Regions from separate parts of the Sus scrofa genome. Here region 2 is linked to region 1. The links are chromatin contacts, called in public Hi-C maps. All regions are on one chromosome and are shown on one strand. The core of a region is the stretch at or near the end of the contact, and the rest is flanking DNA. Distances in the headings are between cores, read along the strand shown.

Evidence for each region. Hi-C and Micro-C count contacts between places; a contact is called where the count stands out from the background.
Region 2: a contact with region 1 is called in a Hi-C map of embryonic fibroblasts, with 2.2 times the contacts expected there. The contact joins two enhancer-like sites. A contact is called at or near these places in 2 of 47 Hi-C or Micro-C datasets (embryonic fibroblasts and fibroblasts).

Annotation. Positions count from the first base shown.
Region 1 is chr2:83,478,220-83,481,042 of Sscrofa11.1, forward strand. All of the region lies in intron 3 of LOC102165717 (a long non-coding RNA gene), which reads right to left. Among named protein-coding and RNA genes, the nearest start is that of ENC1, 210 kb to the right of the region's middle. Within about 2 kb of position 1,467, at least 8 of the 83 cell types and tissues checked have an H3K27ac peak or open chromatin away from gene starts, as enhancers often do. A contact at or near this core is called in embryonic fibroblasts, where this site is marked.
Region 2 is chr2:83,566,519-83,569,341 of Sscrofa11.1, forward strand. No RefSeq gene overlaps it. Among named protein-coding and RNA genes, the nearest start is that of ENC1, 120 kb to the right of the region's middle. Within about 2 kb of position 1,358, at least 19 of the 83 cell types and tissues checked have an H3K27ac peak or open chromatin away from gene starts, as enhancers often do. A contact at or near this core is called in embryonic fibroblasts, where this site is marked.

The sequences.
Region 1 (2,823 bases), core at 217-2,716:
AATTGGAATTTAGATACTTAAAATGAGTGCCTATTTTTAAATTGAATAATAATTGGCTTTCAATGGCTTTGACTCATCTCAAAACAAGGAAGACTCTGGGGGAGAAAGTATGGAGTAATGGGAATAGGTTCAAATCCTCTTCTGTGTAATTTTAGAACTTAATGCAAATAAAATCATCTCATTTTACCCTTTGCAGAACCACAATGATAACAACAAAAAGAGTTCAGGAAAAAGGCAATTGGGGCAAATAACAAAATGATGCTGAAGTGGTCGTCTGTTGTCAACCAAAAAATTCAGCTAAATTCCCAACATTAGGAAACAGAGACAAACCTGTAAGTGGATACTCTAATGCTACTTTCACAAATACTGTGTAGACTAAGAAAGCTATTAATTACACTGAGTTCTAGAACTGGCAGTGTTGCTAATTAGCTATAAAAGCTTAGACAAGTCACTTCATTTCTGCATGACGTCTCTGTTCCCCACATAACAAGAGAGGGATGGAGTAGATAATTGAGAAGATCCAAAATCTAATTATTTTAAATCACCTGCTCTACGATTAGCCACACTCAAAAATTTTTCTCTTAATCACCTTTACTATCCTCATGCCAACCAGTTTGACTAGATAGAGTGAAACTTTACTAACAGAAAATATTTCAACTGATTGAAAATAATTAATATTTAATAATAGGAATTATACCAGTTTCTAAGGCACAGTTCTAAGAATGTTCTATAATATTATATTTTAATCCTTATAACCACTCTATGAGTCCTATAGTGCTATTACTATTATTAATCAATTTTATAGCAACTGAGACAATAAAAAGTTTATAAGATTCTCCAAAATCAATAGTCACCTCTTGGGAAGGCAAAGAGTTGGAGGCTCTAATGTCCCATTGTTCCCAAGCAAATACATATTATTGTGAATACACTAAATTTGTGGCTTTAGAGGTGAAATGGAAAGAAGAATAATGAAGCTAAACTCCAAAGAACTGAATTTAGCCTTAGCTCTTCTATTTGGACCATCAGTCCAATTACTTTCAATAATCCCCCAACTTCTCTGCTCTGATTTCCTTAGTTATCAAGTGGAACAGGTGCCTAAATCAAGGTGTGGTACCCAAACTAGGAGCATCACCGTCATCTGGGAACTTGTGAGCAATGCAAGTTCTTGGGCCCCACCCCAAACGTATGGAATCAGAAACACTGAGCATTCACCTGCATTTTGATGAGCCCTCCAAGCGATCCTGAGGGATGCTAAATTTGGAGAACAACTGGCTAAGATCGCTAAATTGCCTTCTGATTCCCACATGTCATGAGTCTATCTACAAATGTCTGGTTTCAGGTCACTGGATTTCAATCTGAAGTGGGTTTTATTATATTTAAATTCTTCTTCCCTGATTCAGCAGACCTTCAGGGCCCTATTGCCCGAGGATGGACTCCCAGTGTAGGCTCACTGGAATGACTGTTTCCTTACTCATCTATGGGGTCATTGTGAAATAAGAAGGCAGAAAGTTGTTGTGAATCTAAACAGAAAGATGACATGGTGACTGTTTCATCATCTCCAGCCAAAATATAAGATTGAAGCCCAGAGTCATAACTTCAGCATAATCTGAGTTCTTAATCCACTACCACGTGACACAAGGGGGTTTACTGGATCCTTGTTGCTACCTGAGGCAAATGGTACCCAAGCTGGGACTAGCATGCTGGAGGAGTTGGCCTGTGGTTGCTCCCATATGCTCAGCTGTGCCAAAATCCAGACCTATCTTTCTCCTGAGTCACAAGGGAGGCAATGAACCGCAGAGAGAATGTTGAGTTTACTTCTTAATTTAACATTGCATTGCCATAGGGTTACTTGGCAGATAAACCCGACTACTTTGAGCCAGAAGCTTGGATGCCCCCAGGAGACAATTCCAAGTGTACTCAGAAGCACAAATGTATATGGGCCTTTTGTCTTGTTCTCTTCATGGGACCACTTGCTCATCAGAAGTGGCAGAAGAAGACCTCTGAGTTTTGGGGTCAACCATGATATAAATGTCCAATGCCTCTTGCTTATTTAATAAGCCTGCTTATAAAATCAGAACATCTTGTGCCCTGATGCCCAATGTTCAAGACTATGAACAGGAGGAGCAAAGACTCATGTCTCTGCTTCCTTTGTATTTCTCATGACACCTAATTGACATAAATGGTTGTTTGCTGACTCATCTCTTTTAAATGACACAACTTGTCACAAAGAGGCAGAAATGCCAATGCTATCACAGTTACAAAAAGGCCTGGAAAAATCATGTTCTTAGAAATAACATATTAAGAGAAAAGGTGGCCATGTAAAGTAGTAGGCGCTTACTTGGAACTGTAGTTACAAAAGTAGGCAGGCTCTCCTCATGAGAGCCAAGTAAGCCTAGGACTTACATGTGAAATAACACTGTTCTTTTGTTTTATGAGAGTGGAAAATCCCAAACATTTATTCTAGACCATCCTGGGGACTAACAATTTTATACTTGGACATTATAAATATGAGAAGGGTTGAAAATTTTTTATAAACCATTCCCCAATCCAAGTTTACTTAAAATGACATGTTAGCAGAGATTTTGCATTCTTTCATTAAAAGTCATCTAGACACAGTCCTCCAACTCTGGACACCTGTGTCCTGCTGTGATTCCCCCCCCCCAATAAAGAAGTCAAGCTGACATTTTGGTATTTCTTCTGAACTACACTGCACAATCTATGTAGTACATACTATTTTACAGATAAAGAAACTGAGGCACAGGAAGCCTTAGCCCAGGCAAAATGACAAAACTAGTGCACAGAAGAGCTTGGATTCAAAGCCAG
Region 2 (2,823 bases), core at 108-2,607, 88 kb after region 1:
CATAGTGGCTGTACCAGTTTACATTCCCACCAGCAGTGCAGGAGGGTTCCCTTTTCTCCACAGCCCCTCCAGCACTTGTTATTTATGGATTTATTAATGATGGCCATTCTGACTGGTGTGAGGTGGTATCTCATGGTACAATCCAAATGTCCATCGACAGATGATTGGATTCGGAAGATGTGGTATATATACACAATGGAATACTACTCAGCCATAAAAAAGGATGACATAATGCCATTTGCAGCAACATGGATGGAACTAGAGAATCTCATACTGAGTGAAATGAGCCAGAAAGACAAAGGCAAATACCATATGATATCACTTATAACTGGAATCTAATATCCAGCACAAATGAACATCTCCTCAGAAAAGAAAATCATGGACTTGGAAAAGAGACTTGTGGCTGCCTGATGGGAGGGGGAGGGAGTGGGAGGGATCGGGAGCTTGGGTTTATCAGACACAACCTAGAATAGATTTACAAGGATATCCTGCTGAATAGCATTGAGAACTATGTCTAGATACTCATGTTGCAACAGAAGAAAGGGTGGAGGAAAAACTGTAATTGCAATGTATACATGTAAGGATAACCTGACCCCCTTGCTGTACAGTGGGAAAATTAAAAAAAAAAGTAAAAAAAAAAAAAAAAAAAAAGAAGTCAAATGATGTCATCGACATTGCATCTCTCAGCTCTCCCCTGCCTGAGCTTCATTCTCAGCTTCCCCTTAGATGTCCCAGGATAATCAAGCAAGCCCCAGTCTCAAGGTTTTTTCATCGGGAAACTCCAGACCAGCACCCTTTCTTTCCCATGGCTCCCTCAGCCCTACATGATTCCTCCTTTTTCTAGGACAAACGGTATCAGCAAAATGGCCTAGAAGGAGTCATAGCTTCAGGGCAGAGGGTTTGGTTTGTAATCTCCACCCTGTTACACCTCTGTTGTGTGTTCTCGGACAACTGATTTCACCTCTCTGGACCTCACCTGTAGAATGTCACTTCCTCCGCAAAGCTCCCGGCAAGGGAGCTAGTCACTTCCTCCCAAATACACAACACGCTGTACTGCACTTATCCTGACACACCTGACACACCGGATCCTAGAGGAATAGTGCTCTTGGAGAACAGAAATTGTTTTATTTCTCTTTGTAGCCCTGGGTCAGGATACATGAGCTGCAGAATATCTCATTTATGGATTGAATCAGAAGATGTCCACCACTCTGTTAATCTTTGAAATCACAAAGATTAACCCAGTGATCTGATCATTCCACCCCATTCCAGATTTATCCTTAAGTAGGTGGACCAACCCACTCTGTGTCCTCTTCTCTGAAGCAGTTCCTAGGAATCCAATCTCTGCTTGTGCAATCTGCCATCTCCACACCCAATTCTCCCTCCTCTGCATTACTCACCACATTCCAAGTATTCCTTCCCTCTGCCTGTGTGCCTTGAAAATGCCTTAACTGCAACCTGAGCTAGCCAGTCAAGTCTTTGTGCCTGCCTATCATAGAACCACCCCGGCTTGCAAGGTGCCAGAAATCAAGGGCTGTGGATCAATCAAGACAGTGCCCCAAGCATGTAGCTGTCTCCTAAATGCTTTTAAGGGTAATGAATGGTAATGAATTCAGATTGATTATGTTTCAATATTCTGTAGTATATGCTCCTACTCCAGATGAGCCCAAAGGTCAATTTTAAAAGTCTAATTCAGCAATTCTCAATGGGAAGGGGCAGCTGACAAATAATGTAGCAGGGGTGGCAGGACTTGCAGTTTGAAAAAGCATATTCAATGCAGTCATATAATTTTGTACCTTTGGAAAATGCAAAAAAATTATTATTTAAAACACAAGCTATAGCTTTGATTCCTGGGTACTTGATATATTAATATCTTTTCTTCACAACAACTCTACCATGTCAGATATGGCTACTAAAATTCAAAGAGGTTACTTCTGCAGGATCAAATAGCTAGGAAACAGCAGATGTGGCATTTGAACTCCAGCTACTCTTCGTTCTCCTACTCTGTTTCTCCATGAAAGAGGCATGGAGTGTGGCAGCCCCCCTGCTCCGTGGTATTATACGCTGTAATTCTCCCTCCATGCTTGATTGAAAGGGTAAAAAACCCCATAGTATCCTTTGAGATTTCAGAAAACCTCTGTCCCACATGATGGGGTGAATAAGACTTTCCAATAGTCAACAAAAAATTTCTCTAGGCACCTGGGTTTGACTAGCACCCAATCTCACAGAACAAGAACCAACACCCCATCTCTTTCCCTGTATGGAAAAGACATGTGCCTCCCATTTCTTCCCAGAAAAACAAGGTGGTTGGACGATCTGGCAGCTCAGCTAGTCTCACAGGCTCTGCTGACAGGGACCTAGGGGAAGTCAAGCAGTCAGTATAGCATTTTGAACACCCTCTATGCACCAGGCATGTTCCAGACCAGTGTTGCTATTGAGTTTTCTTTTTAATGATGCTATTATCAGAGGGCCAATAGAGCCTCCAGTGGCTTCATATACAGGTTCTTTGACCCCCCAGTGGTAATCGGATAATGGTAATATCATTTGAATTGACAAAATCTCATTTCTACAAACTCGTCCTGGCATTTGTACGCTCCCCATTCTAACTTGCAGTTCAGGTCTCATTTCATGTTACATTGCATGTGACGATTTTGGAAGAGGGGCTGAAATCATCCATTCCTTCATGTTCAGAAGGGCTTTCAAGAAAAAAGCTTTGGAGGTGAGATTTCACCCTTGGCAAATTTCAACACACTGTGGAGGCATAGAAAGCAGAAACAAAAATAGTTTTCAGGGCAAATTAGGTCATAAATGTTGGCCCAATATAGA